Regions from separate parts of the Zea mays genome. Here all the other regions are linked to region 1. Evidence: chromatin contacts called from public Hi-C data. All regions are on one chromosome and are shown on one strand. The core of a region is the stretch at or near the end of the contact, and the rest is flanking DNA. Distances in the headings are between cores, read along the strand shown.

What was found. Hi-C and Micro-C count contacts between places; a contact is called where the count stands out from the background.
Region 2: a contact with region 1 is called in a Hi-C map of endosperm, with 2.5 times the contacts expected there. The contact joins the promoter of LOC100284284 here to the promoter of LOC100286162 in region 1. A contact is called at or near these places in 4 of 25 Hi-C or Micro-C datasets (ear, endosperm, leaf and 1 more).
Region 3: a contact with region 1 is called in a Hi-C map of ear, with 3 times the contacts expected there. The contact joins the promoter of LOC100277266 here to the promoter of LOC100286162 in region 1. A contact is called at or near these places in 8 of 25 Hi-C or Micro-C datasets (ear, endosperm, leaf and 2 more).

What each region holds. Positions count from the first base shown.
Region 1 is chr4:19,531,288-19,534,262 of Zm-B73-REFERENCE-NAM-5.0, reverse strand. LOC100286162 (plastocyanin-like domain containing protein) reads left to right here and starts at 1,565. Exons shown (of 2, transcript NM_001159050.2): 1 at 1,565-1,859; 2 at 1,997-2,437. The coding sequence starts at 1,568. The coding sequence ends at 2,367. LOC100384115 (Lipase/lipooxygenase PLAT/LH2 family protein) reads left to right here. Exons shown (of 4, transcript NM_001176703.2): 4 at 1-1,140. The coding sequence ends at 597.
Region 2 is chr4:19,117,641-19,120,615 of Zm-B73-REFERENCE-NAM-5.0, reverse strand. LOC100284284 reads left to right here and starts at 1,563. Exons shown (of 10, transcript NM_001157179.2): 1 at 1,563-1,764; 2 at 2,149-2,200. The coding sequence starts at 1,658.
Region 3 is chr4:19,204,841-19,207,815 of Zm-B73-REFERENCE-NAM-5.0, reverse strand. It overlaps LOC100277266, which reads left to right and starts at 1,550. Exons shown (of 1, transcript NM_001320299.1): 1 at 1,550-2,210. The coding sequence starts at 1,697. The coding sequence ends at 1,906.

The DNA.
Region 1 (2,975 bases), core at 316-2,815:
GGAGATGATGGAGCTTCAGTAGCTGAAGCAAGGCCGACGGCTATCACTGACCTCTCAGGAGTCGGCCTTTCTGATCTTCAACAAGGGATGTTATCCTCAAGAAGCAAAGCTTCAAGCATTCAGGAAGTAAGAGAGGATGGGTTGAGAGAGTACGCCGACCTTAAACAATCTCTGCTGCTCTATGACGCATCTATAGTGATAACCGGCTTCTCTACCTTCATCTTGGCTTCAAATGACAGCGCTGCCTATTCGTTCCTGATAGGTGGCATTGGAGGGTTCCTGTACCTGTTGCTGCTCCAAAGATCGGTTGATGGTTTGCCTGTGATCGGTTCACCTTCAGAAGCTGGCGGTGCACAGCCTTCGGTAAAAAGTTTCAGCGGTGTAAGGAGGCCATGGTTGATACTATCACTAGTACTGGTTGCAGGTGCAGTTGCACTGAAGTATGGTGCTGGAGGCGACAGCTTTGCGCTCACACCCACCGACCTCTTTGTTGGCACTGCAGGGTTCCTAGCAAACAAGGTTGCTGTTCTTCTTGCAGCGTTCATGCCTATGCTAAGTGACTCAAAGAGTGAAGATGGATCTGGTGACAGCAGTTAATTGGACTTCTTTAAAAATATGTTAGTAATAGTTTCCTATAGAAGATCTGTATTCAAGACTGGAACGGAATTAGCTGAAGTGCAAAGGACAAGTCCTAGTTTCTGAACTGGAAAAAAGAACCCTCTCATCTTGGTGACTGTGTCATCCTTGCAAGGGTTCAATTCACAGCAAGAGTTCAAGTGTTGTGGCAGTTTGAAGTCAGAAACTTAAGTTGTATTTTTCAGACATGCAGGACAGCTGTGTATCATTATATCAAGAAGAAGAAGAACAAAAGTCTAGGATACTTTGAAGCACCCTTAGAAAGGCATGACCAGTACAGCAGAAGAAAAACAGAGACACAAAAACTAAGGACATGGCCATAAACTACGGAGCGTTTTGGCTTTTGCCATACAGCACAACTTGATTTCATCTTAGAAACTTGAGTTGTAGTATAGTATACTCACCTATCGGACACTGAACTGTTAAGATGATATACCGACTACAGCTTTGTTGTATGTAAAAATATGACATTTGTGAGGTTAAATACACAGTAACTATCGAAACAAAATGCTTGGCGTTGCTCCAAATCACTATCATCTGAGTATTTTCTTGAACTGGAAGCTCTAGAGCGATTGTAGATTCACTCAACACAACATTAGCAGTATACGACTGTGAAAAGTTCCTGTCAAGTTCCGCTGGGCAGTAATTTTTTAAACTTATTATCTTATACAGATCTGAGATGAACACCATTTCCTAGGCAGAATTATCATTATATTCAATTGTAAGTATTTTACCACAGTCCATAGATCTAGTCACCGGCCACAGCATGGTACCTAGCCAGGTGGCCGCCGCCCCCACCTGGATGCCGCCGCATAAACCGGTGAATTCACTGACAAGAGTAGACACCCATTTTGCATCTGAAGCTTCTGCCTGTAGTCTGGCATTAGCAGCACATCATACATATATCACCAGCTTTCTCAAGTGCTGCCAGATGCTAGACATGGGCATTCCGACGACAGTGATGTTCCGAGTAGTCGTCATCGCCGTTTTCACCCTATCGACCGCTGCAGCCGCAGGCAATGCGACAGCGAGTCCGAGCTCCGTGACCAATTCAACGGCGAGCTCGACCAAGAACACCACGGCGCCACTGTTGCCGCCGTTTGGCACGAACCACGCGGTGGGCGACGGCGCGGGGTGGATCTTCGACTGGAAGGCGAACGCCTCGGCCGCCAACTACTCCGCCTGGGCTGCGAACCGCACTTTCTTCCTCGGCGACTACCTCAGTGAGTCCTCATCCTCGGCTTCCTCCCCTGCCCAAGTCCAAACTACTGTTTCTGTATGGAGCTCAATCGATCGACGCTGGTTACGTACTGACGTGTCTGACGTGTGTGGCTGGCGGCATGCTCCATCCATCGCAAAGGCTTCAGGACGGACACCAGCAACACGGTGGTGCACACGACCAACGCCACGGCGTACAGGTTCTGCAGCGCCGGCGTCGCGGCGAGAGGCGGCGGCGGCGGGTGGAAGCCGGAGGAGGCGTTCCTCGTCGTGATGCTCACGGCGGAGGGCACCAACTACTTCTTCTCCGACGCCTTGGACGGGGAACACTGCCGGAAGGGGATGCGGTTTCAGGTCGGCGTGGCACATGGCCGCGGTCTCCCGTCGGTGCCCCCGTCGTACTACGAGCCACTCTCCGGCGCGCCGGCGGGGACGCGAGCGCGACACGATGGAGCTGTGGCCGTGTGGGGCGTTGCGATGGTTGCAGCCTTTGCTGCACTTGCGTTTTCTTGATTTTTTTTTATTATTCATAACACAGGTTGTTGACAACCAAAAATGGCTAATAGTACGAGGAAGGCTTTTGCAGTGACGTTCCAGATAGCAAAACATGGACAAATACTACTAATATTTTGGAGCATCATGGTCAAAGTCGGAAGGAAAAAGATGAGAAACGACGGCGCCTTAGCAAGTCGGTAGCCCGGTATCCGGTTCTCTTCACCACGCTGCAGCCGTCCAAAGACCATCTCCAGCAACTTTCTCATTTTCATCCCATATTCAAACTTTAACTACGCCATAAGTAAACCGTCATAAGAGACCGACCCGTTATAAATAACCGGCTGCATTAACTACGTCTAGCATCGAGCCAAGGCGAAGTCACCGGTCCGCCTCCCACTCATGACTCGGAATGTGGCACACTCATATAGCTTACAAACCCCTCAGGCTACGACACATTTATGACTCGTGCGCCTCTATCCTGCGACACACTATTGACCTATCAGAACTAGATCCGAGTGCGTAGATTGATGGCAGGACATAATAAGACGAACCGCGCTAAGCCCCAGGCTATGAAGGTCACGGGTTGACACAACCCAAATGATAACGCTCGGGCCCCATACTTCCCA
Region 2 (2,975 bases), core at 314-2,813, 410 kb after region 1:
GATGGGTAACATGACTTGTGGGTAAAGATGTGCAACCTCTGCATAGTGTAAAACTGGTATACTAGCCGTGCTCACGGTCATAAGCAGCTCGGACCCTCACATGATTAATCTATGGAATTAAAACTCAATTTGACATTTGCATCGCATTTGGGGATTATTTTATTACTTTTATTTATTATTAAGGTTTGGTATTTACTTACACTTAGTAATTGCTAATAAAATTTTGACCAACTTATAAAAGCAATGCTCAGCCTCAGCCTCTATTTTGTTGATCAGCCTTACACTCCACATGAACTCCAACCTTTGGTGAGTTCATGCACATTATTCACCACGACTTGTTGAGCTATGAACGTATGTGAGCTCACTCTTGCTGTCTCACACCCCCCCACAGGAGAAGAACATGTGGTTGAAGAGGAGCCGCCTAACACTGAGGCTTTCGACTTGATCTAGGTGGCGTCTCCCAGACAGCTTTCTGGCGCCAAGGATGGATGTTAGATCCTGTTATATTTATATTTTATTTTGTAAGACTTCCGCTATGTAATAAATACTCTGATTTTATTGTGACATTTATCTCTATACACTCTGTTATTATATATGTTGTCTTCTTTGGCGCATGTATGAGATGCATTCGGTTTTGTTCCTTAAATCCGGGTGTGACATATACGTAGGAAAGATTGATTGTAAGAGTGATTTGGTTGAATGGATTTAATAAAATTTTATCTGCTGGATTATATAGTGTTATAGATATAAATATTCAGTAAAAAAACTATGATTTACATCGCCATAATGTTTTTTTTGTGAATAGCAATATGGTTACATCACCATATTGCTTGCATATGACGATTACATCACAAGGGATACATTTCGAATCCCATTCAGAGGTCCGTGTAACAGAGATAAATATTCCCTTTCCGTTTTTCATCAGATGGATAGACACGGTCACTGTGCAAAGCACTCCGTCGAATTCATTCATTCATTCATCCACTCAAGAATCCCAAGAGCACTCGGTGCAAAGGAAACGAAGGGACGGATGAAAATGCTTCAACTTCTATCTTTCGGTTTCTTACACTACGCACATAAATAAATAGAGCCGCGTAGGCCTCCTTTTTTTCTTCTTACACGAACTACCAGTGTTCGAGGCCGGCAATCGGTGAAGTCTTCTTGGTTCCTGATGGATCATCTGCCCAAGTTTGTGGCCGATTTGATATGTTTCTTCCGTAGGTATATGCCTGCATTCATCAATTTTTTACTATTCCTCCAAAATTTCCAACTCAAGTATTTTTAGTTTTCTAATGACCAAAACGCAAGCTTACTCCTGTTATTATATTGATCACACCAAAGATCGGATCACAGGAAGATTTGTCATACGTATTCCGATAAAAAATAGCAAATCCCAAGCCAAATAAAAACTAGACTAAGCTTCCTTAGCGTGAATCTGGACCGTCAGCTCTCCGTTCGTCCTCGACGGACGGCTCGATGACGCAGACCCGTGGACGGCGCACCGGTCCAAAGTCAAAAGGGCAAGAGGGGGCAAAAAGGGAGAAATTTCCTCTCACAAAACCCTCGCCAGCTTATCCCCCTTCCTCCCTCACACGATCTCTCCTCGACGGCTAACCCGGATTGCCGTCTCAGGCTCGGGATCCGGGCGCTCGCGGCGATGGACGGCGGCGGCGGCGCTGGCGGCGCGGAGGGGGAGCTCACGGCGCAGGAGACAGCGCTCTACGACCGCCAGATCCGCGTCTGGGGCGTCGATGCCCAGAAGAGGTGCGCAGCCGCCAAAGACCTCGTCTTTGCCCTTTCTTGTCTGTTCCCCCGCCCCTGCTTCTTCTGTTCGTTTTACTAATTTTTGCTCTATTTTTCTTCCATCTTTGTTTGGAGCACGGCGCCGGTTACTGTCACTAAAAGTTGCTACCTTTTGGGTGGTTTATTGTATTTTATTTATTTCGGATGTGTACCATTTTTTTTGTGTTTGATTATTATAAATAAATTATAGATTACAAATCGAAAGCTTGCATTTTGGTGTGAAAACCCCCTCATTGCTGCCGTCTCGCAAGTTCGCTTGACCTCCCCCAATTTATTCCCCAAGTCGTTTTCGTCATGCATCGCATCTTTCCGAGCTAACTGTTATATTTCTGTTTCCTAGAACAGACTAAGTAAGGCGCACGTGCTTGTGTGTGGCATGAACGGAACCACCATCGAGGTACCTTTCTGCAACTCTAGCGAGTAGCGATCAGTGTTTAATTTTTTCGTATTATTTGTAGTGCAGCCCAAGTTTAGTTGTTTTTTTGAACTAGGTTATATCCCCCCCTCTCATAATTTACTACTAATATTATGTAACAATGTTTGCGCTGTTTGTCAGAATTATATTGGCCATTTCTGATCTTATATGCAAAATGACACTGATAGTTATTCCATCAATAGTAGGCATTACCGGTTTGCTTTTGTAGATCTCTGATCTCTGCATACATTGAGTTGAAACTTGTACTTTGTTCCCTCGTTGTTATATTTCTTTTAGAATTATATCCTTTTCTTAGGTACTTAAATGCTTATTCAGAACTAAGTTCTGGAATCTATTTAGGGTCTGTTTGGATCAGCTAAAGATTGTTTGCATATGGATACTGCTTTTAACAATCCATAGCCCAGATTGTCAGTCCCACAAGCAACTTTCCCCCCTAGCTTGTCGCCTTGCGCTAGCATTATGAAAACACAGCATTACCCTCGCACATTGAACTTCTCACGTGCAATTGTAGGCTTGTAGCTGACCGCGATGCGCTGCGGTGAGTCCAGCCATCCTCAGTGGTGTGGCGCTTGTCGCCTTACACTAGCTCTGCTGAGCCCTCTCGCTGCCCCAATACCCATCCCTTTCCACTGGGGGCGCCAAGAAGCAGTCACGTCCAGGCCAACCCATCAAGAAGGATTCCTGCTTCTGCATTGGGGGCAACCACCACTACAAGCCCAAGAAGCCTGGCAGGCTG
Region 3 (2,975 bases), core at 301-2,800, 330 kb after region 1:
ACGCCCTAACCAATGATTCGTACTGTCTACCTTTTTTGGAAGCCTATGAATATTTCCTCTTGATCATGCGCATATCCATTATCGTGGACGCGATATTCATGGCGCATATCCTTTATCCGCTGAATTCTAGGATCGTGGGCGCGCTGATGGTGGGCGTAACAGCCAGTTATGCAATTTATACATAGATTTATGATATCGTAATTGTCTGTTTAAATGTGCTTCCCCAATTTTCGGGTTACACGTCACCGGCCCACGTTCGGACAAATGGCCCACGTTTGGTTACGCATTTCTGTACTAACTATTACACTTGCGTAAATGCAGTGCATAAATACGGGCCGCCTGGATCGGCCCATTCGATGCGACCAGGCTTGGCTCGTGTGTGTGTGTATATATATATATATATATATATATATATATATATATATATATATATATATATATATATATATATATATATATATATATATATATATATATAAAGAGAGAGAGAGAGAGAGAGATTTGGAGGTTAAAACTTAAGAGAACTTAGGAGTCTTAGATTAATAAAAAGTAAAACAGCGAGAATTCAATAGTAAATAGTGGTTGTGCTGTACAGGTTAGGTGAATGGAATCAAAATGAAAAGAAGCGCCTTTCGTTGGTTGCTAGATTGAAAGGGACTATAATGCACCTGAAAGCCGATTCCATGGGAAAAAGACGAACTAGGATGACTGATGTGACACCTCTCTTTCGACCCACGTAAAACCACCATGCAATTGACAAGGTCACACTTGGTAGAAGATAACGATGTATTACTTGGAAAACTTAGGTTGTTGGATTCGTATTCAAATCCGTTGTTCGGACTGATACAGCTGTAATTTATAAAGACAAAGACATTATATAATAAGTAAAAGTTGGTACTGATTAAAGACAAGAGAACAGGCTCACTCAACATTGAGAAGGATATACAGTCACACGTATCACCAAAAGGTAGCACCTAAAAAGGGGAGAAAAGTGACCCTATTTATGAAAGTTCATAGTTTCTCCTTTGTGTCACAATTTATGAAAGTTAGACGTTATTTTGCTGGACAGTGTTTAGGAGTTGTGCGCGTGAGTGTGTGGTAGCGCTATTTATCACTACCGTGATAAACCAAAAATCCATCATCTCGACCCTACTGAACACATTCGATTTAGTTAGTCACTATGTCTGCGTCAGAGAGAGACGTGACAAGTGTCACATACATCTATCTTGCTTCCCTGATGATGGAATTTTAACGGTGAACGAAAGGTCCAAGTAAGCTAGTAACGGTTAGGAATTGTTTCGACCCATTAATTCGGCACCAACGAACAAGACCTTAATTCTCTTGTCATCAAATTAGTCCTAAAGAAAATAAACCACGCGGCTTTAATCGACAGGGGCAAGCGAGAAGCCACCCACACCAGCATTACCCACGCAGCATGGACAGACAACATGAGTCAGATGAACCCAACCTTCCATCCGTTCGGCCCTCAGCAAAATGCCACTACGCTATATATCGCGTCACGCAACGCACGTTCTCTCCACTGGTCCTACAACACTCTCCCTACCACACCGAACCAACAAGAGGAGCAAGAGGTAGCTATAGCAGCCTAGCACACACCACCACCCACCACCACCGCGCCACAGAGCTGCCGAGAGTGTGCTGTGCTTCGCTCATCGACCGACCGATCGATCTCGGCATGGCGGACTGGGGGCCGGTGCTGATCGGGCTGGTGCTCTTCATCCTGCTCTCCCCGGGCCTGCTCTTCCAGATCCCCGGCAAGGGCCGGATCATCGAGTTCGGCAACTTCCAGACCAGCGGCCTCTCCATCCTCATCCACGCCGTCATCTACTTCGCCCTCCTCGCCATCTTCCTCCTCGCCGTCGGCGTCCACATTTACCTCGGCTAGCTAGTCGCCCGTCGTCGCCGCCGGGCTGAGCGAGGCTAGCTGCTGGCGCGCGGCGGCCCGGCCCGGCCTGGCTTTATTTGACATCAATCTGGGTGGCTGGATTAGGTACTGCGTGGTGCGGAGGCATATACTACTATATACATTTACATGTTCATCTCCATCTGCTTGCTAGCTGTATGTTGATTTATTTAGCTACTACTTTATCAACGACATCCTCGAGTCCAGATACAGTATATCCAATTAATCCCTTATGAGCATGCTTCTGATAGATGGCCATTAATAATACATATGTCATGTTTTTTTATTATCATGGTCTCAAGTTCTGGAATTCTTTTTTGCCAGATCCGCTAATAATCGTATTCAATTAATTTGGTCAGCTTTTCAAAGGTTGGTTCAATTTGTTGTTGTTTTTTCCTTTCTTTTTCCAAAGGCCGCTTCTATTTTCAAAGTCGCATCACCCTCAGCAACTATTCCCTCGGTTTTAAATTACAAGGCATTCTAATTTTCTTAAAGAGCCAAAGCATATCTTAGGTTTGATCGAAGTTGCTGAGAGATCGAATTGCAGGGATTTACAACATCAAATAGGCGGTGAACGTAGGATGAAAATATAATTGGTAAAGGACCTAATGATACTTAATTGGTACTATAAATGTTACACTTTTATTATATAAATTTAATCTAATTTGAGATGTTTTCATTCTCTGACTAAATCGGAATGACTTGCAATTTAAAAGTGAGGGAGTACCTCGCTTCATCGTCGTCTTTTGCACTGTGTATGGTATTCTACAGAAGTTGACGTTTCACCGAAACTTTGCTGGAGAGTCAACTAAAATGGAACGGCTCCATTCTAGTTTTTTTATAATAGAGTTGTTCTATTCCGTGTTTAGCAAACAGAATAGAGCCTCTCCATTTTTTATTTAGTTGCCACTTCGTTATCTATTTGGTTGAATAGCTATATGAATGTGTAGAAGATAGGAGAGGGAGGAGAGCTCTCGCATCCGAGAGAGCGCTTGTATCCATTCGTTTTTTAGAGTTGGAGCATTCTAATTATTTATGGTAAATTATTATA